4 separate regions of the Mus musculus genome follow, and regions 2, 3 and 4 are each linked to region 1. The links are chromatin contacts, called in public promoter capture Hi-C maps. All regions are on one chromosome and are shown on one strand. Each heading gives the region's core, a stretch centred on a gene start, on an enhancer-like site or on the middle of the called end of the contact. The rest is flanking DNA. Distances are from core to core; before and after follow the strand shown.

Evidence for each region. Promoter capture Hi-C pulls out the DNA fragments that hold promoters and counts their contacts. Capture Hi-C pulls out chosen DNA fragments and counts their contacts.
Region 2: a contact with region 1 is called in a promoter capture Hi-C map of adipose tissue, with 3 times the contacts expected there. The contact joins the promoter of Trim37 here to the promoter of Ggnbp2os in region 1. A contact is called at or near these places in 4 of 39 promoter capture datasets (the 3T3-L1 cell line, cranial neural crest, hippocampal neurons and 1 more), 1 of 115 datasets of contacts at active chromatin or transcription factors (large pre-B cells) and 2 of 9 other capture datasets (adipose tissue and liver).
Region 3: a contact with region 1 is called in a promoter capture Hi-C map of pre-B cells, with 3 times the contacts expected there. The contact joins the promoter of Ypel2 here to the promoter of Ggnbp2os in region 1. A contact is called at or near these places in 2 of 39 promoter capture datasets (hippocampal neurons and pre-B cells).
Region 4: a promoter capture Hi-C map of embryonic stem cells shows a contact between it and region 1, with 4 times the contacts expected there. The contact joins the promoter of Prr11 here to the promoter of Ggnbp2os in region 1. A contact is called at or near these places in 7 of 39 promoter capture datasets (the C10 cell line, the HPC-7 cell line, cranial neural crest and 4 more) and 2 of 115 datasets of contacts at active chromatin or transcription factors (astrocytes and large pre-B cells).

What each region holds. Positions count from the first base shown.
Region 1 is chr11:84,868,084-84,874,582 of GRCm38.p6, forward strand. Ggnbp2os (gametogenetin binding protein 2, opposite strand) reads left to right here and starts at 1,922. Exons shown (of 2, transcript NR_131201.1): 1 at 1,922-2,013; 2 at 3,121-3,548. Ggnbp2 (gametogenetin binding protein 2) reads right to left here and starts at 2,707. Exons shown (of 14, transcript NM_001364114.1): 1 at 2,522-2,707; 2 at 1,794-1,989. The coding sequence starts at 1,886.
Region 2 is chr11:87,123,962-87,130,529 of GRCm38.p6, forward strand. It overlaps Trim37 (tripartite motif-containing 37), which reads left to right and starts at 3,114. Exons shown (of 24, transcript NM_197987.2): 1 at 3,114-3,533; 2 at 5,755-5,856. The coding sequence starts at 3,513.
Region 3 is chr11:86,992,258-86,998,487 of GRCm38.p6, forward strand. Ypel2 (yippee like 2) reads right to left here and starts at 1,505. Exons shown (of 5, transcript NM_001005341.3): 1 at 1,335-1,505. Gm51915 (a long non-coding RNA gene) reads left to right here. Exons shown (of 3, transcript XR_003949754.1): 3 at 86-2,080. It also overlaps Gm22387.
Region 4 is chr11:87,103,954-87,110,712 of GRCm38.p6, forward strand. Prr11 (proline rich 11) reads right to left here and starts at 4,761. Exons shown (of 10, transcript NM_175563.5): 1 at 4,688-4,761; 2 at 2,056-2,188. The coding sequence starts at 2,183. Ska2 (spindle and kinetochore associated complex subunit 2) reads left to right here and starts at 5,308. Exons shown (of 4, transcript NM_025377.3): 1 at 5,308-5,351. The coding sequence starts at 5,319.

The DNA.
Region 1 (6,499 bases), core at 672-3,171:
TTGAAGTTATTTAAATAAGCTTAAATTGTCTTTGTAATGAGTCTGTAATAAAAGCAAAATTCAGACACCCAGTACAAGGCAAAAGCAGGTGACACTAAACCATAATGTAAGTTTATCTATGAAAAAAACTGGAAACTCACATCATCAAGAATGTAACATACTGTTCACTTAAAAGTGCTTTATGAAGTATTGACTAATGTGCTACATTCACATTAAAGGTGGTTATGTGAAAGGAGAGTATAAGTTATCTTAAAATTTGTAAATAGACAAAATTTAAAATGGTTTTCTGTTTTCATATTATATACTAATAAAAAAATTAACCCAAACCTCAGGATTAAGGGGGAAAAATGCACTACAAAAAAGGTTGTTATCAAACTGTGTTTTTTTAAGGTTTTATGGTGAAGGGGACAGAAGGTAATAACAAATGAACTATGACCAAGCACTATCATACTGAGAAAAAAATCATTTAACTGGTTTCTAGCTTGTTTTTTTAAAACTATTTTTAATATAAGCCCATTAAAATTAAAATTCAAGAAAATAAGAAACCATAACCAATACATACAAGTAATTTCTAATATAAATTCTACTTTATGTCAAATCATTAGACTATTTTTTTAAAGCATGCTTTCCATTGCAAAGTTCCATCGAAGTGAACCAGTCAATAGCTTCCCTAATTTTTTAAAAGTACTGAAGCTCTTGAGACTGGCAAAAAGGCTCAGACTGGCATCTCCACAATGACTTGCATTTTACATAAAATGCTAAAACCTTCAGTACATAACTACACTTTTTTTTTTTTCAGGAAGATAACCGATCTGCCTTTGAGTGGAAAAAAAGTCAAAGGCTGGAAGACTTATCTACATCAGATCACAATGGGCGAGTGCAAAATCCAGGAGCGTCAGCATCAAAATGAAGATTTCAAAACTTGTTCGGAGAAGGTTCATTTAACTGTGGTAAGCAACTGCATTTACTTCCTGCTCAGAATCAACTCAAATTTCTGCCATTTCCTTTTAAAGGAAACAGTACTACAACACCGGGTAGAGGGGTCGGCAAAGGTATACCAACACCAAGTCTTAAAACAACCATCTTCCCACGTTTGTGTTTTTCTATCCACAATGAGCAGTCAGTTCTTCATACTACTTTACAGTCAATAACTTGGTCTTGGGCTACTTGTAAACCAAAAAAATGCCACGAAGGCCCATTTTGAAGAGTCATGGCTTAACCCAACCATTTCAAGAATTATAATGTACTAGGCAATGTGAGACGTATTAGGAAATCAAATCATTTAGGTGGAATCTTCGCTGTGCAAGAGAATGTCACTCTGCCCTCAGTAATTACACTTATGTAGAGATAGCTACAGTGTTCAAACGGGAAACACACAGGTAACAATGCAGCTGCGACATTTTCAACTAATTGAGCCTCCCGGAGGGTAAGTGCTTTCTGGAGAGGACAGGCCCTAAACGCCCCAGCTCCTTCAACCCTTCTCCCCGGCGCGTGCTTAGGCAAACAGCGTCTCAAAGGCAGGCCTAAAGGCCAAAGGTTCGGAGAGGGAGGAAGACCCGAGCAGGGGACCTCCAAGTGCCTTCGGGGCGCTGGATCTGGGGCCTGCCAAGGGTACCGAGAGGCCCCGCTGCAATGGCGAGTTCGTGGGGCCCATCGGAGAGGCGGCCTCGCCTAGGAGTTGCAACACACTCTTTCTCCAGTGCGCAGCGCTCGGCCTGGGGGAGGGGAAACAGCTGCCAGGCCGGGGAGCAGCGGGCCCATCCCGGCCCGGCCCGCTCAGCCCGCTCGCTCACCGTCAGGGTGTCGTCTATGTAGAGGGGGATCTGCCTCCTCTCGAAGGGGAACTCCTCCTCCCCGTCCCTGCACACTGCCACCAGTCGCGCCATCGTCCCCGACGCTGCCGTTGCCACCGTCACCACCTCCTCCCAGCTGCTGCCGCCGCCGCTGCTCCTGCCGCCGCCGCTGCTGCTGCCTCCTCCCAGCTCCTGCCTGCAACAGCCAAACCCCGCGAGCGTAAGCACCCGCCACCTCGCAGCACATTCGCCACGGGTGAAAGGGGTGGGGGGGCGCGGAGCGAGAGAGGACAGGAGAGCCGCGCTGCGTTTCCCATCACCCGATTCCACACGCGCTCAGCCAATCAGCGCCCCGCAGCGCCGGGACCCGCCCCCTCGCGCCGCCTGCCCTCCCCCACCCAGACCCCCCCTCCCCACCCACCCACCCCCCCCCCCCCCGCCCGCCGGCCTCCAGTCAGGGTCCAAAGGAGAGGCGGAAAAGGACCTGCTGGCCCCGGGACATCCCCGCCCAGCTCGGGAGTCCGGGCTCCAGAAGCCCATCCCCGCCTCGGCTACACAGCCCAAGCCCGCACCCCCTGCCGCTGACCCCTTCTCTCCTGGCTGAGCGCCCCGCCCAGGGTGGCCCCCTAGGCTGCAGTTGCCCGGCGCCACCCCGCCCCTGGGAGGGGTCGACCCTGCCTCGGCTCTGCAGAGTTGGGGTGGGGGCGAGCTCAGACCCCAGTCCTCACCCGGGTCGGAGAGAGAGAGCTCTCGGTTCTGACCTTCACTGACTTCGAGGACGCCTCCCTGACCCCCACCTCTGCTCCCCGTTACCGGCTGACGAGGCCCGCGTCAGGGCCGGCCTGGGCGGGAGCGCGGCTGCGATTGCCGTTTCCTCTCCAGGCTCAGTCAGCCGCTCGCGCCACGGGGAGTGTGGGAGGGAGGGCGGGGGACGTGGGGAGGGTGGGGCCGGGGAGGGGGGGCCGCGAACTCCAGGCGGGGCCTGCCTCTTCTCGCGAGACCGCGGCCGCCTCGCTCGTGTCCCGACTTTCGAAATCGGCTTGTACGGGTGGGGGGAACCCCCTGTGCTGTCGCGCTCGGCTGACCTGCGTGGTGCCCCGGATTTACCAAAACGAGCGTGAAAATAGGGCCAGTGGGGAGGCCCAGCAGGAGCAGCCGGGGTCCCTGCCAGTGACGACCCGGGATCTGCTCTCTGGAGACCGGTGGGGTGGAAAGCCCACTGGGGGGGGGGGGGAACCCAGATAAGACTTGGGTGAGCGATGAAGAGCTGGCGCTGTCGAGGTCTAGGAGAATGGACACTGCAGAGACCTTTGACCTTGTTTTCCAGGTTGCACACATGCGGACTTCCACCCCTGTAAGACTGGAGGAAAGGGCTCTGCTACCCTGACTCACCCAGAGCCGGCCGCCTTATGGGGACTGCAGCAAGATGGATGGAAAATATGTGCAGGATCTGTTGTTACAATAGACAGAAAACTGAACTGTAGTCTATGTGTAGCTTCCGACCAAAGGAACTTCTTGAGTTAATATTAACTTAAGGGACTCCCTTGGGCAAAGTTACTGATAGTGGCCAAAGGCCCTTCGGTCTGACCATCTTCCGAGAACCAGAGCTGCTGTAAAGAGAGTTTCCTCTGCACTCTTGACTACTGCCACGTTCTCAGGTACTAGTCTACGGAGGTCCATTGTAAAGCCAAAAAGATGGAAAATGTTTTGTCTTGATGGTTTTAATAATAAATCCATTCGCTGCTTGTACAACTACCAGATCTTAAGGACAGATCGAATATTTTCTGGTAAAATAGGGTAAAGCTGTTGTTACTGACCTTTAAAAGTATTTTGATCACATGAAGTCTTTCAAGTCACAACCAAAAAAAAAAAAAAAAAAAAATCCCACAGTGCATCCTTAGCCTTGTTGACTTATGACATTGTGTGGTCATTGTTAGAGTAGGTGACATAATAAACTGGAAGAACCATTGTGTGTTCCCAAAGGTGTGATTATCCAGTAAATATGTCTTTGGGCCATACTAAAAGCAGAACAGTGCGATCCTTAGTTGAAGTCCAGTTTTTCACGCACCTTCTGACAGGTTAAAATACATAGTAAAACTATGGACATTTTTAGAGAATCTTGTGTTTTATGTCTACAACTACTACAATCTATGTACCTACTTTGATTAATTGAATTTTAGGTTATGCTTGGTAACAAATATTGAGCCAATATGTATATAGCTACTAGCTTTAATTTTCACTATTAAATATACACCAGGTACTAGGAAAGAACCAAGCTATGAAAAAAAAAAAAAAAAAAAAGGCAGTTGACAAGCTAAAATACCTCTGTTTTCACTATAATGGCTGTATTAGATAAGGTAGTAAATCACTGGCATAATGTTATTTAAATTAGTACATCTGAAAATCTGTAAGCTGGATTTTCCTTTTCTTGATCTGACAGTATGAGTATATTCTATCAATTAAAAATAGAAACATGGGCTGTAAAGTTGGCTCAGTAGTTAAGAGCACTGACTGCTCTTCCAGAGGTCCTGAGTTCAATTCCCAGCAACCACATGGTGGCTCACAACCATCTGTAATTCTGATGTTCTCTTCTGGTGTGTCTGAAGACAGCTACAGTGTACTCATATAAATAAAATAGATCTTTAAAAAAAAAAAATACAAGCCCAGTATAGTAGCATACACCTGTAACCCCAGCACTTGGAGAGGCCAAGGCAGAGTGCTTACCATAAATTCAAGACCAGATTAGACTGCACAGACCCTTTCTCAAAATAGGAATTAAGTAGACATATTGCATATTTTTAATAAACATAAATGAGAATGTAAGCTCCTTAAAGGCATCTGTTTATATTCCTGGCACCTATACCCGACACAGAGCTCAGTAAATCAATTGTGATCTTTCTCTTCTGAAAAGCAATCTAATCAGGAGTTCTGCCTACTAATTCTGATTTTATGAATTCATTAGCTTTTCTTTAGGACATTAGGAATTGGAAGAGGGGAAGCACAGTGTACATTTTGTCCTTTTCAGTTAACGCCTGTAATTATCAAAGATATAAACTTAGACTAGAAAAGTATGGAGGGCTGAGGATATAGTGGTAGAACACTTGGTCTAGCAGGCTCTAAGCCCAAGGTTCAGTATCCAGTATCACAAAAATAAGTACGTAAATACCATAATATTAAATAAGAAAAGTGGCAGATATGGTGCACACCCAACACCAGAGGCAGAGGCAGGTAGATCTCAGTGAGTTCCAAGCCAGCCTGTCCTATATAGTGACAGCCCATCTCAAAAAAAAAAAAAAAAAAAAAAAAGGCAGTTATTAACAAAATGCAGCACAGCAAATGAGGCCTGCATTAAGTCATAAGATAACTACTTTTTCTAAATGAATGTATTAGTTAAGCTACTCTGCCTTCTGGCTGCTCCAACAGATAAGCTATGAGGTACTAGTACAGTGTGTGACACAGCAGAAAAGTCAATCACCTTTCCTAGTCATGCTAAATTTACACACTATAATCTTATTGATTAAATTTCAAGTCTTACTTTTTAATTGGAAATAAAATCTGTTGTAATTGTAGTCAGCAAATACAAAGTCATATAACACTAAATCAGCCATCAAGTTTAGAAATTGAAGTAAACAAAACACATTTAATAATTAGCATATTTACATTAAATATATATTTTTTTTGAGAGCTGAAGAGATGGCTCAGCAGTCAAAGAATACTGACTGCTCGTCCAGAGGTCCTGAGTTCTATTCCCAGCAACCACATGGTAGCACACAGCTATCTGTAATGGCATATGATGCCCTCTTCTGGTGTATCTGAAGACAGCTACAGTGTACTTACATACATAAAATAAATAAATCTTTAAATAAAAAATACACTTTGAGAGTTAGGGGTATGGCTCAGTACAATGCTTACCCAGCACACTTGAAGTTCTGATTCACAGGACCACAAAACATAATCTATAATATGAAGACAACTAGTTTAAAATAGCAAGCCTGTATCAGGAGGCGCCACCTACTCTAAACTACACAAATAATTTAGATTGCTAATAAACACCACATTAGACACCCTGATTAGCAGCTATTTCTCATATGTCCTTGGTGTCAGGAAAGCAAATGTTCATTGATTCTTATCCACACCCCACCCCAGCCCCACACATCCAGCCTGGCCTCAAACTCACTATGGAGATGAGACTGGCCTTTAATTCCAAATCCTCCCTCCATCTTCTAAATCCTAGGATTACAGGTTTGTGTCAGGACAGTTGGCCAGTATTAGCCTGCTTTAAAAGATGTACATTGTCCAAGCATGGTGGCATCCACCATTAGTTCCAGCACTTGGGAGCGAATGGATCTCTATGAGTTTAAGGCCGACCTAGACTACATCGTTCCAGACCAGCCTAGGCTACAAAGATGTGAAACTAAAGATCTTGTGATTTTTAAATCTTTAGACTTAACAGCTGGTTCAAAGATCTGCTTAAAGTTTTTAAATTATTCCAGTTCTCAATACACTATTAAGCCTTAATGTAACCAGTTCTATCAGACTTAGTACTTTCATCTTTCTCACTGATTTTCTTGATTCTCCTTCCCATGGTTGAGGCCACCTAACCTAGTCCCTTCCTATTTCTCCAGCTTTATAGCCCACACTTCTTTGAGTTACCTAGATTTCCTCCCAACTTACTTTTGCTGACAAGATTCATTACATATTGACTC
Region 2 (6,568 bases), core at 1,864-4,363, 2.3 Mb after region 1:
AGGCTGAGCCTGATAGATTACTGTTCTGAGAGCAGGTCCCAGTATATGGTTCATGATGGCCTGGAATTCAACTTGCCTTACGTACCTGTGTGTGAGGTTACAATCACCTCCAAACCCAGCTTAAGGTATATACTGAGAGGTGCACAGAAAACCAGTTTAGTAGGCTGAGAGGAGTCAAGAAGGTACTATACTCAAACCGGCCATGGAGTTCCAGGTGAGTCGGGCCACACAGCAAGACTTGCTTTCAAACAAAATCCACACGTGTGAATGTTTTCCCCTTCCATTTGTTTTCCAGGACTTGAGACTCTGTGACCCTCCCGGCCTGGAGATGGCTCAGAGTTTAAGAGCACTCACTGTTTTTTCAGAGGTCCTGAGTTCAATTCCCAGCAACCACATGGCTGCTCACAGCCATCTGTAATGGGATCTTGTGCCTTCTTGTTGGCGTGTCTGGAGACAGCTACAGTGTACTCATAAATAAAAATTAATTAAAATAGACTCTGTGATCCTCAAATATTGCCAGTAAAATTCTCTACCTCAACATTTAAATTGAACATATTCGGATTACTTGTTCATTTTGTAGTTTTGGCAGTGGCTTTTGTTAGCTGGAATGGTTACCTTTTTAATGTATTTGCATCCACTTACCTATAAAATAAAACCTAAAATTGGTCATAGTATCTAGCCTCCATGTTATATTATCTTCATTCTTATTACTTTTATTTAGGATTATTTCTCATCTAGATACTATTTTCTGTTACTATAGTGTTTCTATATAATACTATTTAAGATATTTAAAAACAAGCATAATGCATATTATTTAGAAGTAGTCAGCCTTCAGTTTCTTTATTCATTTCTATACATATTCACATAGAATTTTTCTTTAGAAAAAAACAAAACAGGTAAGCATACATTATACTGTAGCATTTAAAATTTTCATTTTATATGATTTCATGACATACATTATACATTTAACATCCTTTTTAACACTTGTAACTACTGTATGGCTATATCATGATTTTGTTTAGTTTCTTATTGATAATCTGAGTCATTATAAAAGTAATAGCATTTTGGGGGATGTGTCTTGTGGCAAAGGGCAGAGCAAAGTCAGCCCCTAAGTGCTGTTTTTGTGAGACATGGTCTTGGGCTAGGGCTCTGGTTGGCTTTCTTCAAGTTCTCAATCTTCTGTTTCAAGCTCTCCAGTGCTAGCAGACTCCCTCACCCACGAGCTGACAAAGGACCTTTAACCCTTACTTAGCCAACTACCAATTTAAGCACTGTATGCCTATTTTTTAACAAAGACCTCTAACTAATTACAGATTTCTTTTATTTTCTACTATTATGAACTAGCCTGATAACTAGTTCCTTAAACATTTTGGGTATATATGGCAAATATACCATAATCTATAGGCTACTGTTATCATCTGTTATACTACAGGGCAAAGGTTTCTCCATATTGTTGAGAATTCCAAATGCCATAATATTTCCCACAAACTTTTGATTGTTTTTTTAGTCTGGCGACTTAGCCCAGGCTGGCTTTGAACTCACTAAGTAGACCAGGCTATTCTGGAGATGGTTTCTGCCTGGTCATGAAAGGCTATGATTAAAAGCTAAAGACATGTACCACCACACCCGGCCTCCACAAATTTTTAGGTATAGATTAAATTTTAAAGTGTAAATAGAATGTGGTGGCATACCTATGTATATCCTAGCACTGAAGAGGCTAAGGAGGGAGTTGAAGGCTGGCATATGCTTTATAGCAAGTTCTAGGTCAGTGCAGGTGACATGGGAACATCAGCAAAAAGGTACAATTCAGGACACGTTAGTAAAATTATTCTGCAACTATCAGCCTGCATCTAGTTCAAAGACCATAAGTGGTTTGAAATGAAAGCCTTTTTTGCTTTTGGTTTTTCAATACACGGTGTCATTGTGTATCCCTGATTGTCCTGGAACTCCACCTGCCTCTGTCCCCCAAATGCTGGGACTAAACGAGTGCTCCACCATGCCCAGCTTGTGAAAGCATATTCTATCTCTACTTAATTAAATTATGTGTGTGTAGATTATTTTGGGTTATATTAATATATGTGCATGTGAGTGTGGGTGTTTTAGGTGGGCAGAATGGAGTTGGAGTATAGGCTGGAGACCAAAGGCAGGGTTAGAGAGTGGTCCTCCCCCGGAGTAGCAAGTATTCTTAACCTCTGGGCCATCCGTCCTACCTCCATAAATCTTGTTTATAGTTCATATAATTTTTAAAAAATGTTGCTAGTAACGAAAAGATTCTTTCTAGATTATCAATTCTCTGGATTGGGTTCATAAATAACTTTGTAATAAGCTTAAGAGAAGAATTAAGATTTAAGTATTTGACCAACGCCTTTTGTCTCACATACCCTCAATTTCTGCACCCTAACTGGTCTCTTCTGGAAGGAATTTAGAAGCGATTCCCTAGACTCTTTGTTAGTCCCCATAGCAAAAACAACTCAAGCTGCAAGAAAGCCTTAGTCGGTGGGATGTGGATCCAATTGTCTCACCAAAATGAGAAGACGTGGTACCTCTCCCCTGCAATCCTTACTTCCAGGAAGCTTGGAGACTTCACTATACGTCCAGTCTATCATGAACTAAAGAAACCTTGTCTCAAAATAACAGGTCAAGAGAAATCGCCGGTCCATTACAATTGGAGCTTTCAAATGCATTTACTATGGAGGGGGACTAAGTTTTTTTTTTTTTTTTTTTTTTTTTAAAGCTTAAAGTCTGCGTTTCCTCCCAGAGGCGGAAAGCAAACACTAACCAAGCAAGAGTTCCCGGCTCCAGGGTCTCCTTAGGTGACCCACAAACAATGGGAACGCAAATAAGACTCTCCGTCCCTTCCTAATACTCGGGAGCGTGGCTTCTTCCAATTAGGACGCACCAAGGAGCCTACATCACTGGCGGTAAAATCTGCGAGGCGAAGGGCACCGCGCCGACGCCCGACACGCCTCCCCGCGGCACCGCCTCTCCAAGTCTCGTGTGCTGCGCGCACCGCGGGAACCGGGCGCCCGCCTCTCCTCCCGCCCCGCTCCGCCCCGCCCCTCCCCTCCCCTCCCGCAACGCCGAGTGCGCGTGCGCATCGCGTCCGCCCCGTTGCCGCGCCTCTAGCTGCCCTGGTTACCGTTGGTGTTTGCGAATTCTCTGTGGCGCCTGTTCCGCCCCGGACGGGCCCCGCGGCGGTTTTCACACGCGCGCGCCGGCGTCACGTGGGCCAGGGCTCCCACGCGGACGCAGGCCAGCTGCTGAGGCGGGAGGAAGGCGTTGCGGCTACCGCTAGCCCTTCCCTCTCCGCCCCAGGGCTGGCGCGCGGATAAAAAAAAATGGCGAAATGCGGGGTAGCCGGTGGGGAACCCGACGGGATGGGGCGCGGAGGTGGCACTGTTGTGGGAGCCTGCTGAGGTGAGCGCAGCTGACCTGGCGACCTCGGGCCGGCGCCTGACAGCGCAGACACGGACTCCGAGGGTCGCCGAGGGCCCCGCCGAGAGCCGGAGGCAATGGATGAGCAGAGTGTGGAGGTGAGGGGCATCACGGAGGGTGGCGGCTGGGCTCCTTTTCTATCCGGGGCCCCATGCGCTCGCCCTCCCTGTGGGAGGCAGCCTCTGCGAGTCGCGGAGAGGGAGGCTGGCCCGGCGGTAGTGCTTCCAGCCCTCAGCATGCCCGGTGCTGAATCTGTTCCGCAGTCAGGTGCTGCGGAGCTCCAGCGATGCCTTGGCACCTGCTCTCGTCGCTGTTTGCAGGCTGAGCCTTTCTAGAGCAAAATTGCAAATTCATCGGAAGGACTTGCCCTGCTTTCTCGCCACGACTTGCTCTGCATGATTAAACATTTTTTTCACCCTCAGCGGTTCATTTTGTAGGACACACACACCTCTCTCACACTCGACTGACTTAAAGACTAGTAGTTTCCAGCATTGATTCTTGTAAGATGATTTCATGATTGGGGTATTTCCATAAAGGCTAGAATCATCAAAACGATTGCTTGGGGGCTGGGGGGCGTGAACCGTTCAGAGACTAAAGTACTACATGATTTTTGCTTTTTAAAAATAAGGGATAACTTACTGAGCATTGCTCTTGAGATTAACCCAGTTCACCCCCATGGTTTTATTGTCTTCCCAAAGCCAGTTAAGAGTCCGCATCTCTCAGGACCTGGTCTTGCAGTTATGACCATCAGTAATTTTCTACTTAATTGCTCTTGTGAAAGTTGTGTGAAGGTTTTGTAAACTTTTCTTGGTTTTAGGAGGGTTTAATTTTTCTGGAATGGAGTAAAAATAGACGTGGGTAAACTTCCCTGTTTTCAATTTTTTTTTAGTTATTAACTTAATGTCAATAGGGACACTCGCATTTATAGTGGCTGCAGATTTTCAGGCTCACATAATTAGTTGATTACATCAGGACAGAAATTCAGATTCTGAATTAGTTTGCCTCTAATCACGATATCTTTACAAATGTTTGTTTATTTAGTGTGTGCATGGGTGTGCATTGATGTGCCGGCGTGGAGGTCAGGACAACTTGGAGTTGCTTCTCCTTTTACCATGTGGGATTCCTGGGATAGAAGTCAGGTCTTCAGGTTTGGTGGTAGGAGCCTTTGGCAATGCTGAGCCACCTTGCCCGTTCCAGTATATCTTCTTAAAAATTTGCTCATGTCTGGACTCAGTGATGCATACTTTAATCCCAGCCCTTGGGAAGCAGAAGCAGGCAGATCTCTGATTTCTAGGCCAAGATAGTGAGCACAAGGTGTTTCAGGCTGGCCTGAGCTACATAGTGAAACTGTCTCTTAAAAACAAATTCCATCCCTTAATTACAAAAGTAGTTCATCTCCATTGTGGAAATCACAGAAGTAAAAAGTTGTCATTGTGTATTTAGTCATGCAATCTTTCTTCCATTTCTTACTGATACACACATACACAGTTTTCTACTATAAGTATTTCTGCATGCTGTATTTGGCATAATTTACTTAGTATTTGTCTGTAAGGGCTGTAATCACATTCTTACTTTTATTATAAGTACCCCCTCAGTAAGAATATTTCTACATAAAGTTTCTCTTTGCATTTCATGGTTTCATTTTTTTTTTTTGATGTGTATCAGAGTGAGTATGTGTGTGTCTGTGTGCTTGCGTGTGTCTGTTACACATACCCAGGTCATTGGTCATTACATTCCACCTTTTGTTTGAGACAGGGTCTCACTGGCCTGGAACCTCACCAGTTAGCCAGGCTAGTTGGCAGTGGGCTTCCAGGGATCTGCCTGTGTGTGCCCCTGTCGTGTCATAGCTGGGATGGCATGCAACACCATCCTGGATTGTACCTGAATTCTGGGGTTCTCAGACCCTTATGCTTTCAAGGCAAGCGCTCCATCGTTTAAGCCACTTTCTTAGTCTGTTTGTTTTTCTTGGAATCATCAGGCTTATTAAAAGACAAGCATGTTTTCCAGATGTTCTGACTAATCAAGTTCTGACAGGGAGTATAGTTAAAACTGAGCATTATTAGTACCAAGTAAGTATAAATGTTAAGTGAATTGTTTTCTTCTTCTTTTCCTTTTTTTTCTTTTTCTTTTTCTTGAGACAGGGTCTTACTGGCTTGCCTGGGACTCGTCATGTATAGTCTCAGACTGATAGAGATCGCCTGCCATTGCCTCCTGAATGCTGGAATTAAAGTCGGTCACCATCATGCCTGGCCTTGCATGAAGTCTTTTTATGTCATGTTCTTCAGTGTAATCTGGGACCCTTATCTCTTTTGTTTTCAGAGCATTGCTGAGGTTTTCCGATGTTTCATTTGTATGGAGAAATTGCGGGATGCTCGACTGTGTCCTCATTGCTCCAAGCTCTGTTGTTTCAGCTGTATTAGGGTAAGTTGTATTTCTTTTTATGTATATTCAGGTTTTTTTGTTATTAATCTTTTTCTCTTTTTTTTTTTTTTTTTTTTGAGAGACAGGTTTTACAGTGTAGCTCTGGCTGGCTTGGAACTCACTCTGCAGATCAGGTTGACCTCAGCCTTACAGAGATCCACTTGCCTCTGCCTCCCTCCTGAGTGCTGAGACTAAAGAGGGCTCCATCATACCGTGTGTATTTGGTTTATATATGCTTCACTGTAAGTATTAACCATGCCCTCCCCTTTTTAATGTATTTTGTGATCTTTTAAAATATATCTTTAATAAAGGTTTGTCAATAGAGTATCATGTTTTGTTTTTTGTGTTTTTTTGTTTTTTGAGACAGGGTTTCTCTGTGTAGCCCTGGGCTGTCCTGGAACTCACTCTGTAGACCAGGCTGGCCTCGAACTCAGAAATCCGCCTGCCTCTGCCTCCCGAGTGCTGGGATTAAAGGCATGCGCCACCACGCCCTGCTCGAGTACCATGTTTTAAATGTGAGTTAAATATCTGTGTGCGTGAGAATGAGTGTGTGTGCACATGTGTGCGTGCAATGTGTATTTTGCATGCATATATGTCTGTGTACCATGTGTGGATTGTGGTCTTGGAATCTCGGAGGGTGTCAGATCTCCAGGCAGTAGAATTACAGGTGGTTCTATGTTAGGGGTTGACCCTGGGTCTTCTGCAAGGGCAG
Region 3 (6,230 bases), core at 255-2,754, 2.1 Mb after region 1:
CAGTCATAGTTAAGTATGAACCAGTCACAATGAGATATGTGTATGAAAATGTTCTAATAAAGCCATTATTTTTGACAAATTACAGAATTTACAAAATGATGTAAAGAGAGTGAAACTTCCTCAAAGATAAGAATATCAAATGCTAAGAAAGCTGATGGACTGAACTCAGGTAAAACCTACAGCAGTGTGTGCCAAAAGGAAAAGCAACCCAATCTTACTGACCAGATCCTGTAAACCCCCAAACCAGGCAGACTACTGCAGAGCCTCAAGCATGAGGTTTACTGTAATTCCTTTGTGCCTCTAATGTTCTGTAAATGGGGTTCAGAAAAGTAATCCCTAGGCTTGTTGTTCAGTGCTCTGGACAGGGAGCCCATCTTGCGAGAACGAAGACAAGCATGAGGAACAAAAGACTAATAGGACTCCAACTCAGTGGCTCAAAGACCCTCCAACGTGGCAACAACAAATCAACAAGGAAGCCAAAAAGCAGGGCTCCGGCGCATTTGCCATTTCCAGCAGCCGGGCCGTGGAAGGCTAGGCAAACCGGAGGATGCTCGCTCAGCTTTTTAAAAACTGTGGGTAAAAGTGAAGTCAGAGGTGGCAGGCAGTTCTTTGCACGAGGGGTCCAAAGCAACAGTGCTTCCCCCTAAGTGCCAGCCAGGAGACGGGTGTAAGGTTCCACTGTTTCGGAAAAAAAAAAAAATCACCCGAAGGGAGTCAGCAACCAGGCAGGTAAACTTGAAGCAGGAAGAGAGGCAGGAGCCAGCTGCGGGAGGGACTCTCCGCAGAGGCCCCCGCAGCGAGTCTGGCAACAGAGTTCGTGCCCACCCCTTGGCAAGGCCGCAGGGGAGGCGCCGGGAAGCGTCCAGGCAGGAACTCGCTGTGGTTCCCTTGGCTTGGGGCTGCCGAAGCGCTCCGGGGACTTTAGAGGGCGACGTGCCCCAGACCCAACTATCTCAATGGAGACATCGACCATACAGCCGGGTGCCGCCGGGTGCCATCCGTGGGGGGTGGGTCACGCCGAACAAGGGAGGCGTTGGCGCTCAGGTCTCTGGGTCCCCATATTTGCCAGGCGGCTCGTCGCCACCCGCCGAGTCCCGAACCCGGAGCGCGCGCCAGTGTTTGTAAACAAACCGGTCACGTGGCTGCAGCAACCCGTTCCCCGCCCCTAGCACCCCGGGAACCTTCGGGGAGCCCCCTCGGGACCGCGACAGCACCGCCCCAGCCGAGCCCGGCTGCACGCAGCCCAGGAGCCCGACCGTCCCCAGGGCGCACAGCCCGAACTGGAGCGGAATGCGCCCCACGCCCACGCGAGCCCAGCTCGAGATCCCTCATACCTGGCGGTAGGCTGCCCGGTCCGGCCAGCGCCGGGCTCTCCGGAGTGCTTGGCGATGAAGGACTGCACGGCTGACTCTAGCGCTCCCTGCGCGCTCTTAAAGCCACAGTCTCCGCCACCGCCGCCGCCACTGCCGCTCCGCATCCCTCCGAATCCGGGCTGGGGGCTTGCCGGGTGACAGACGCGCCCCCGCGCCTATCCCATCGGCTCAGCACATAGCAACACGCCACTGGTTGGCCCTGCACGGCCGCAGCCCATCCGCCAGGAGCCAATCACTGGAGGACGGAACTCCGCCCCTGCTTTCCCTGCCTCCCGCCCCCAACCCCCACCCGCCCCTCGGCCCTGGCGGGGCGCGCGTGCGAGGAGTGTGGCAAGGTCTGGGTCCCGCCAGTCCTGGCAGCTGGCGGGCAGGGCTGGGAGAAGAGGTGATTAGAGTGGGGGAGCTCTCTGAGATAGGAGCCTGTTTGTCTGGCTTTACTGGGATTCCCAGGACCCGGGGTTATGTTGGGAAGTGGGATTTACAGTGCTTTTGTTTTGAGAACCTAGATAGTAATTCCTCGCTCCACTTTTTAAGCCACTCCTGACCCAGAGCCTAAGTTACTAAAAGTGACCCGCAGAGTTCAAGGCAGGTGTATTTAGTAAGATAGTACCAGTCTCGTCATGCCCACCCATGCCCTGCTCAGAAGCGGAGATTCTCTATTTCCTCTGCCCTGCTCGAAATTTCCTAATTAAAACTAGGAAAGGGTTGTCTGGTGTGTTCGAGTCCCTGGGTTGGATCCCCAGTACTGAGAGTGGAAGAGCATAGAGAAAGACTATAGAGAAACTGGGATCCCTATTGCTAATGGTTAGTGAGGTCTATTAGCAACAGAAAATACAATAAGAGTAGTCAAGGTGACCAAAAGGGAGGAACTGGCATTCTGGGTCAGTGGGGTGGTGCTTTTCAAGGAAGAGAGGGTTAAAAAATAAACTCATGACAGTCGGGAAGTCCAGGGAGGCACCAGGTGGGTGGAGTGGGGCAGAGTCTTCCTACCGGAAAACAGGTCAATTTGATAAAAGAATTTCTGCGGGGGGGGGGGCGGGGGAGACACGGCAGACCCACCCTTTTTTCTAAGACACTGGGATTCTGAATGGTGTTGGGGCAAAATACATGTTTTCATTGCTATTTTAGAAGAGAAAAAAACACAAGGTAATTGGACAAGGTGGTTCTCTGCTTTATAGCCCAATTATAACCCAAGGCTTGGGAAGTGTTAGAAGTTTAAGGTCATTCTTGGTTAGATCGGTCCAAGCTAGCCAGGTTACTGAAAAAGAGAAAAAAAAAAAGTTCATGCGGGGTTGGGGTGCTGAAGGAGGCCCAGGAACCTTTGGTCTCCTATCTGGCAGCAGTTTACACACAAACCCAGGCTGGTATTTGGGTAGATCCCCGGGTGACTCAAAAACGTCACCTGTCACTCCACCCAGCTGTTTTTAATACATATGCAATCAACTAAATTGTCTTCAGTGAATGTACATCGCATGGTTAGGGATGAAAAAAAGTCCCAACGTTAGTAAGAACAAAACCACTCATTTTTGCCGGCAGATACCGGTTTCAGTGTAGGGGCACTGTCAATATTTACAATTGACTGCTTTGGGAATTATAAATCCTGGAGTCCAAAAGCCTTCAGCTAACTAACCACAACCTTGAAAAGACTTGAGATTGGATCTTTAAGAAGATATACTAAATTCTTTAGATTATCAAAAGCTTGATTACCAGCCCAAGGCTGCTTTCTGAGGTTAAATTCCTCTGTGCCCTTAGGCCTTAGTACCCATCGCCTAAAAGAAGGGAGGGCTGGGATCTGGTGGTGGAACTCACAGTAGAGACTTTGCCTAAGGTTCTTGAGGCTCTGGGTTCAATACCCATTACTGCAGAAATAAATAAGGACGGCTGAAATAAGATGGTTTCTGACATCCCTTCCAACTCTAACATTTCAAATCAGGAACCAGGAAATCAAATTGGTTACATTTCTGCAATAGTGTGTTACTAAATATGTTTATATCCACGGGTTCCCTAACGCCTAACAGTAGATTCTGTACTGGTTTTAACACCCTGAGATACTGGTATGTTATGTAACAAGATTGGAGGCTACTGTTCTGTGCTTAAATAAAAGATAACATTAGCTAAAGAAAGCCTGCCTTGTGTGGGGTGCTCTGAGGACCCCTGCAGGCCTGCTGTGTGATTGCAGGAGACTGGAAGAGGCCACAGAACCACAGGGCTGAAAAACAATAGAATCAGCCAGCCAGGAAAAAAAAAAAAAAAAAAAAGCCAGATCATGCCTTCTTCCAGCCAAAGGAGCCAAGCTGTGTGAGTTGACAGAAGGGAGAACCGAAACAAAGAAGTGTGTATGTGTGTGTTGGGGGGCAGGGAGTGAGTACTAGAAACTGCTTCTCTTTCTCTCTGCACCCAAACACCTTCATGGGCCCTCAGTACACATTTACTCAGTGCCCATCTTCAGCACCTTTCCCTGTTGCCTTGGACTTATTCCGAGAACCTATGGGAGAGGAAAGAAGCCCAGGCCAATGGACAGATTGAGAATAGACAGATAATTATTGAAGCCGAGGGCCGCAACAGAGAGGATATTATCCCAGAGAGCAACAGAAAGACAGCAACAAACTTATTCAGAGTCAGAAGGCTCCCTTACAAACAACAACAATGAGACCAAAAAGGAAAAAAAAAAAAAAAGAAAGAAAGAAAGAAAGAAAAATTGGTTGGCAATAAAGGTTTGAGAGGCTCCTGGGCTCACAGGTGGTTCCTCTGCCTGCTGCCTTGGGATTGACTCCTCTTTGTGATGCTAAGCCACATTTATACATCTACTCATCCTTTCACAGTCAGTGTTTGTCTTCGCTTACTAATCCTGTGTGTTCTCACTTCTGCCACCTAAGTGCGGCTCTGGCTGTGAGCAAATCACTTTCTGCTTTTTGTTTTCTTTCTTCCTTCTTTGTCCCCACCCTCCTCTGGAGTCAGAGTCTGTATTTTGTAGCCCTGGCTGACCTGGAACTCACCCTGTAGCACAGACTAGCCTTGAACTCACAGAGATCTGCCTGTCTCTGCCTCCCCGGAGCTGGGATTAACTGTGGGCCACCACTGCCTGATGCTCTTTTCACTTAAAAAAAAAAATTGCCGGGCAAGGTGGTGCATACCTTTAATCCCAGCACTAGGGAGGCAGAGGGAGGTGGATTTCTGAGTTCGAGGCCAGCCTGGTCTACAAAGTGAGTTCCAGGACAGCCAGGGCTATACGGAGAAACCCTGTCTTGAAAAAAACAAACAAACAAAAAATTATTTTGTTGCTGGTATGTGACTGTGTACACGGAGAAGTTGGGAAAGGACAACTTGTGAAAGTCAGCTCTCTGCTTCCATTTTAGTTTCTTGTTTTGCCAAAGCAGAAAAAATAACTTTGCCATTGTTGTTGGGAAGCTAGCTTTACCTATAATCCAGTGCAATTAATAGCAGAGATAGCAAGAAACATAATAGGGGGAACAATATAACATTTAGAGTAGAAGTTCTAAAAGTTGTGTGGAGGGAAATAATCAGACTTGCCAGCTATACTGTCAGAGACCTCTATTTTTCTGTAGGATTGTCACCTCCTACAGACAAAAGATACTTGCATTTGTATACATGGTTGACTCCATAGCTTCCGTTAACCTTTTTTTGTTTTGTTTTGTTTGTTTTTTTCCAGCACTTCGCTGTGTAGCCCTGGCTGTCCTGGAACTCACTCTGTAGACCAGGCTGGCCTCGAACTCAGAAATCTCCTGCCTCTGCCTCCCAAGTGCTGGGACTAAAGGTATGCGCCACCACTGCCTGGCTAGCCGTTTTGTTTTTTTTTTGTTTGTTTGTTTTTTGTTTTTTTGGTTTGTTTTTTTATAGATATATAATGGTTATATCTGTGTGTATGGATCAGCTGCATTCAATGCTTACTGAAGTCAAAAGAAGGTGCTTGATAACCTAGAGCTGGAGCTACAACTCCTGGCAGTTGTGAGCCACCTGGTGTGGGTGCAGGGAGCTGAACCCTGGTCCTCTGGAAGGACAGCGAGGACTCTTTTCCATTCAGCCGTCTTTGCAGCCCTTTAAGATAACTTCATTCAGAGCAAAGGGATATTACAGATTGCAGAGATGTGCTATAAGTGTTGACAGCAAGCTGAGGAAGTCCTCAAGTGCCAATTGCCATCTTGCTGAGTAGAGTTACTCTTCTTATTTCTTTTCAGTGCATACTCCAGGCTACCCGTCCTCAGAGCTTTGGGCTAAATTGCCACTTACCTTTTTACACGGGTTCCAGGCCCTTTTGCTCGCACATGCCCATTTACCTTCGGAGCCATCTCTCCAGCCTCAAGGTTGTTTATACATGCCCCAGTTGTGTTTGGTTGTTTTAGATGAAGGCAAAATCTGTAGCTCAGGCTGGCCTCATAGTCGAAGCAATCCTCCTGCCTCAGCCCCCAAAATGCTGGGACTAAAGGTGTTTACTAGCAAGACAAGTTCTCTGTGTGTCTGTTTCCTGTATCTTTGTCTCTCTGTTTCTCTTCGTGTGAGGGACCATGTATATTGAGAGAATTCGGAACTGGGGCTGGCTTTGAACTTCCTGTGTAGATAAGGATTCCCCCTACCTTGAACCTCTGGAACCATAGCATTTATCCACCGTACCCAGTTTTATGCAGTGCTGGGCATCAGATCCATGATTTGGTACCCACTAGGCAAGAATTCTACCAACTAAGTTACATCCCGGGCTGGTGAGATGGCTCAGTGGGTAAGAGCACTGACTGCTCTTTCAAAGGTCCTGAGTTCAAATCCCAGCAACCCCATGGTGGCTCACAACCACCCGTAATGAGATCTGATACCCTCTTCTGGTGCATCTGAAGCCAGCTACAGTGT
Region 4 (6,759 bases), core at 3,511-6,010, 2.2 Mb after region 1:
GGATGGATATAAGTTCAAGGCAAGCTTGTTCTACATAGTGACTTCCAGGCCAGTCAGAACAATATAGTAAGACCCTGTCTCAAAAAAAAAAGGATATCCCTGCTTCCAAGTCACACTATAAAATCAGGTGGATCTCTGTGTGTTCTAGGCCGAAGAAGGCTACAGAGTGAAACTCTGTCTCCCCAAAAAGCCAAAATACACTATCCCCCAACCCCAGGTCAGAGTGACAGCTTCTAATTAAGTAATTAATAGGCTTTATTTATTTTAAATTAATTAGTTTTGGGTCTGGGGAGTGAGGCTAAGGGTGTGTGCTAAGCATATATTCTTGCAGTGAGCTGTATCTCTTATCACAAATAGCTTGTTTATAGTGTGACTCAGGACCACTCAGGCTCTGACTGGCTGATTGACTTCCTTGTTTTGCTTTTTTATTGAGATAGGGTCTCACTGTGTTGTTCTGACTGTCCTGGAACTGACTGTGTGGACCAGGGTTGCCTTGAACTTACAGCAGTCCTCTCCCCTGTGTTTCCTGAGTGCTGGGATCACATGTGTGTGCGAAACATAGCCTATTTATTTATTTACTATTTGGATTAAAAAAAAAATATGTGTCTGTGTGCTGCGTCTATGAGTGTGTGCTGTGTGTGAGTGCCTGCAGAGGCGAGGGAAGATCTTCTGCAGCCAGAGTTGTATGAGGTTGTGAGCTAGCTAACTTGAGCCCTGGCTATCCCAAATCTCACCTTGCAGACCAGGCTGGCCTTGAACTCACAGAGATCCACCTACTTCTGTTTCCGGAGTGCTGGGATTAAAGGCGGACGCCACCATAGCCCGGCTCTAGTTTTACTTTTTGAGACAGGGTCTCATGTATCCTATGATGATTTTGTTAAACATGATATAAGATCATAGATGTGGGCTACAAAGCCCGATTTTACTTTTAATTTCTTGTCCTTCATGTGTGATAACCCTGAGTTTAATCCCTGGCATACCAAAAATAAAGTAAGCTGAATAAGGTGGTACATACCAAACACCCAGAGGAGAAACAGGGGAGGGTTTAAAGCAGGATGATTTCTAAAAGCTCAAGGCCAGTTTGGGTTACAGACAGTTCCAGGGTGGCCAGGACTGGAGATAGAAGATAGAAAGAGTCAAAGGGAATCAACAAATAAGAAGCTATCCTCAAGAACTAAAGAGAGTGGAGAGGGAGGGACAACACTGGGTGCACAAAGCATGTTAGTAGGAACACCAGCACCCTACAATTTCTGGGGCTCAGCCTTCCTTCCTATGATACATTCAACTTCCGAGTTTCAGAATAGATGGTCAACCTGACCAGAACGAAGGCTTTATCAAGCTCTGTGCCCCTCTCTCATCAGATAGTTGCTATAATTAGTCAGCAAAATTCAACTCAAAAGGGGAAATAGGTACTTTGGGTTTGAATAGAACTCTTTCTGATTTTTACTTCATTGGAACGCATTTTTAAAGAAAAGTTTGTGTGTGTGTGTGTGTGTGTGTGTATGTCTGCAGACACTTGAGGAGCCCAGGAGAAGGTATCAGATCCTCTAGAGTGTTGTTATAGGCAATTATAAGCTGCCCCATATGGGTGCTGGGAATTCAAAGTATTTTAGGCAAGAGCAGTCTGTGAACCACTGAGCCATCTCTACAGTCCTCGTTTGAACTCTTGTGCTATGTGAAATTCAGGATGTCTGGTTAAAAATCTAACTTACTTATTTTTGATTCAGCTTCACATAGTTCATGTAGGCTTTGAATTAGCTGTCTAAATTGAGGATAACCTTGAATTCTTGATCATCCTGTTAACCTACAGAATGTCAACCTAGCCGGGCATGGTGGCACACGCCTTTAATCCCAGCACCCGGGAGGCAGAGGCAGGCGAATTTCTGAGTTCGAGGCCATCCTGGTCTACAGAGTGAGCCCCCCCCCCCCCCGCACCCCCAGCCAAAAAAAAGATTTATGTGGAGGACAAAATTCAAATTGGACTGCATGTTGTATATTATCCCTGGCTGACAGGGGTGAGATCGACTCATTCCTGTCTTCCCCATCACACTTTACCTTTCCGGTTCGGGGAGGGGAGGGGAAGGTGTCAATAACTTAGGAGAGACCACAGCGGCTTCTTTCTTCTTAGACATTCGTTTGGCTTTGGCTTTTAGCTTTCTTCTTCGCTGTTTGTACTTGGGCATGATTTCTGTAGAGAAAAATTTGAAGTTGAAAAAAACTGTATTTTATGTAGATGGGTGCCTTGCCTGCTTGTGTGTCTGTCTTCACACCATTTGCAGGCCTGAGCAGGCCAGAAGAGGGCTTCGTATCCACTGAAACTGGAGCTACAGATGATTGCGAGCTGCCATGTGGGTGCTGGGAATTGAACTCAAGTCCACTAGAAGCGCAGCCAGTGCTCCTAACTACAGAGCCATTTCCTTAGTTCCTGAAATGAATGTTCTCTTAGATAATAATGTATAATATAGAAAATGTTTAAAATTTCAGTATATAGTTCAATGATTTATGATATAGAAATTTTATACATCCCTGAATATGTTATATATCTTGGTTGTTTTATGCTTATTTCAAGGATTTTCCTTTTTCTCCAACCTTGATTAAGATTTAAATTGTAGTTCTGGGCATGGTAGTAGAGACCTGCAGTCCCAGCATTGGGGACTGGGATTTGAAGCAGAAGGACTGCTGTGGATTGAAGAACATCTTAAGATACATAAGTGATCCTGTATCTAAGACATCTAAAATCCGAGGTACACCCGTACTCACTACTCGGAAGGTGGAGACAGGTAGATCAAGACTTATGGATAGACTTATTCAAGCCCAGCCTAGGTACACGAGACCCTGTCTCATAAAACAAGATAAAACCAAAAGCCAGAGAGAAAGTAACCAGGATTCTAGAAACCACTTCAAATGGAAGAAGTTGTAAACTCAGATTACAATGTCTCTGCAGAATCTTTCCCTTTGGCTTTACATTAGCCCCTCACCTTGCTTTTGTGGTTTTATTCATGAAGTCAAATTAATTTCTCTTTATTCCCTGCAAGTCCCTCTTCCCGGCTGGAGACCAAACCCAGGCAAGTGGTCTATTACTGAGTGACTACAGTACTTAGCCCTTTGCTTTTCTTACAATAGAGAAAATGGCTGTAGTGGATTATATTATATTAAAAGATAGGTTTGTGATTCAGCAACATATAATGAGCACCTACTATGATAGGCAGATGTCATAGTGGGAGGGACCATTTGTTAAATGCCCCCTCAAGTGGGGTACAACCTACTTTTCCTCAGCTAATGTTCAATGTCCTCAAAGGTTTCAATCCCTGACAAGGAAGATTTTAGTCCTAGTGTTATACAAAATTAAGCTGAGGCTTAGACTAGCTATCTGCCTAATATAATACAATGAAGTATAATGAAGACCTATAAGTCTCCAGAGACCATGACTTTTTCTAATAGACTATGGGGCTATAGTAACTTTAACAGGCTTTATACAATTACCCAAAATGAAAGGTTTGTTTTAAGACAGGTACTTTGAAGCCAGGCAGTGATGGTACACGCCTTTAATCCCAGCACTTGGGAGGCAGAGGGAGGCGGATTTCTGAGTTCATGGGCAGCCTGGTCTACAGAGGGAGTTCCAGGACAATTGGGGCTATACAGAGAAACCCTGTCTCGAAAAACCAAAACCAACCAGCCAACCAACCAACCAAACAAACAAAAAAGACAGGTATTTTGAAACACTTAATAGTACTTAAAATATTTCTGTTTTATATTTAAATATACATCCTTATCTGAAAAAATAAAATTTAAAAAAGTCTGGGTTAGTTGTTGATACACAAGCTCCTGTCTCAGAACAATATAATTAGTCTTCTTCATGAGTTGACACTGCTGGTTCTTTAAGAACTCCATCAGTTATATGGAAAGGTCTTTGGCCAGGGGCACTTCTAAAACTGTAGCAGCAGCATAAGTGACAGATTTACTTCATCATCACTATTCTAAAACACATGTTTTACATCCCCCTCTAGTCAATTTAATTTCCATCATCAGTTTAGTTGGTTTGCCTTGAATGCTGAAGCATGATCTCTGCCATTGTCCTATAGTCAATTTTGTTTTAAGTCGTGAAGCATTGCTATCCCCAACCCCACCCGGTTCTTCCCTGTGTCTTTCTCAGAGTGACCACAGGTCCTTAGTCTTACCCAGCACACTACTAGACACACAGTAAAAGGGGTATACTTTTAAAGTAGATGTCAGAAGTCATTTTGCATCATGGAACACTGTAAAATTACCTGACATAAAATACTTCTCCATAAACGTAAATGCGCTGAAGAATGGCTGGGGAGAGCATCTGGTTAAATAAACATTGTGATAGGAAATTTGGGTAGATTCCTATAATTTGCATTTTTCGCTAGCGCCCAGAGAAGCCAATTACCGCCAGTCGGTGGGCCCCCTTTGAGAAGCAAAAAGTTACGACAAAGACTGAGCAAAAAGGCAATCACTTCAAACTATATATTGCAGTGTTAAATAAAAAATGTGTCTCAGATGTTGCCAGCGGAGCTCTTCTCCTGCCCGAAACCTTTCCTTTTCTGCTCCATCTCCCTTCCCTGTCCAGCTCAAGACCCCACCTCCATAAGAACCCAGTCATCAACAGTTCGAGTAACGGAAGACGGGACCAGGTAACAAAGAGAAAAAACGTCGTTGCACTTACTAGTCTAAGAGCCTGGGGATTAGACGAAGTTCGGGCCTAAGCCTCTTCCACACCATAAAGAAAATTTCAAAATTAAATCTTTGCCGACGAGCGACCAATCGTAGACGTGGTCTCTACAGGGTTCGTTGTCTTGAAAGGATCAAAGCACAGCTTGGACTACGATTGGCCAAAAGAGCATCACATCCTGGCCAATCGGAACTGAGGCGCTTCTTGTATGAATAAGGAAAGGCGGGCGAGAAGGGGCGGGGAAGCCGGAGAGAAAAGGAGGTGTGTCACGTCGCCTAGGCCCGCAGTGGAAGCTTTTATGTCATTGGCTGCTGCTGCTTCCGAGTACACCAATCGCAAACTCTTTTCCAAGTATGAACTTGAAAGTAGGGACCATAAGGCAGCCAATGGAAAAATTCATATATTCAGCAGCCAATCCCCCTGCGGCGTTTTGTGTCTTTGTCCAACAGGAAAGTGCGTTTTATAACGAGGGGCGTTACCCAGGCGCCAATGGGCGGGCGCCGATGGAACGTACTAGCCAATGAGCGCAAGACGTTGAGTGACAGCTGTCCAATGGAGGGCCTCAGTGCTAGCACGGCTTACAGCTTAAGCGCCTCAGCGGTCTGAGGAATGTCAACTATTCAATATGGAGGCGGAGGTCGATAAGCTGGAACTGATGGTGAGTGGAGAGTGAAGGAAACCTACTGGGTAATTAATGTGCTCCACCGATGGCCTAGAAGGTGAAGCGCATTTTAGAGTCTCCTGAAACTGGGTTGTGGAAGCTGGAACCTGAATTGAGTTCCTTCTTTCTGCACCTACGGGAGCTACCGCCGCCTTGGTCTCTTAACCGCCGCGGGGGAAGGGGTTACATCCGGGGAACTCGTGAGGGAAATGGCGGGAGATGTTGAGGGTGTGGGGCCTTTGTAATTCCCTGGTCCTGGTTTTCTCCTTCATCGGCTCCAGGAGCCGCGCCCGGCACAGATACCGCCTCACGAATTTCTACCTTCCTTGCCCAAGCGTGACTGGAACGGTCTTTAATAGCTCGGAGGAGGAGAGAGGTCGTTTACGTCTCCCGAAAAGGGGGATGGAGGATGAGGTGGGGCAGAAGTCTAGGGGCGCGGAGAAATTCAAGTCCACCATGCACCTACTCGCAGGCGAGCTGGGACAGTCTGAAAGAAGATGCTAGACTTGCACGAGAAACTTGCCCGCGGTTCCGCAGACTGGGCTCTTTGCGGCTTGGGAGAGGAGCCGCCGCGGGGACCGAGCCTGGAGCTCCTTCCCGGGGCGCGAGCGGCGTTGCCCCAGGCCCGGCTTTCTGCTTCCTAGATGCTCAATTCCTTTCCTCTGTGCAAGGAGAACCCTGGACGAAGGCCCTCAGCGGCTGCGGGCAAGGCTGGAGTGCACTGAGCGTCCAGCCGAGTGGCCTTGTCATTCTCCATCAGTGTTCTCTTTATTCCCGCCCTCCCATCCTTCCACTGCCCGCTAGATCGCCGCGCCTTTTTTCTTAGTTTTCTTGTTCTGTCTTCAGACTTCTTTTTGCATGATCACTTTTCTTCCAGATTGATCATCGGACCACCAGCCCCCTTTTAAAAAAATACCAAGATTAATATTAAAAAGTAAAACACTCCATCTGCAGTCTGCCCTTTTTCCCTCTGCGTAGGTATCCGTTGTGTCTGAGCCACTCTCTCCAAGGAAAATCTTGAGTTTGTAACTTCTGCTTTGGAATAGACTTTGGGGTGATCCTGGAAGATAGCGAGTACCACCCCGACTTCCCCATTCCCACACCAGAAGGTGTGAGGCCTCAGTTTCTTTTCTCTTGGGTTAATTAATTCAGGTGTTTCAAACACATTTTATTAGAAAGATTTCCAGTCTTGTTTAACATTGTATTTTAAAACTTTCTTTGTGGAGGGAGTGTGGGGATGGGGGCGGGGGTGGGGGGAGAGAAGAGGAGAAGAATTTTCTGCTGCTTTCCAAATCTTGAAAAAATGAATATTTGACTTAAGAATTTTTCGTGTGTGGGTGTGTGATTACCATCTTAAAATACGCACAAAATGTTAAATATTGTGGTTAGAGTCTATCAAACAACC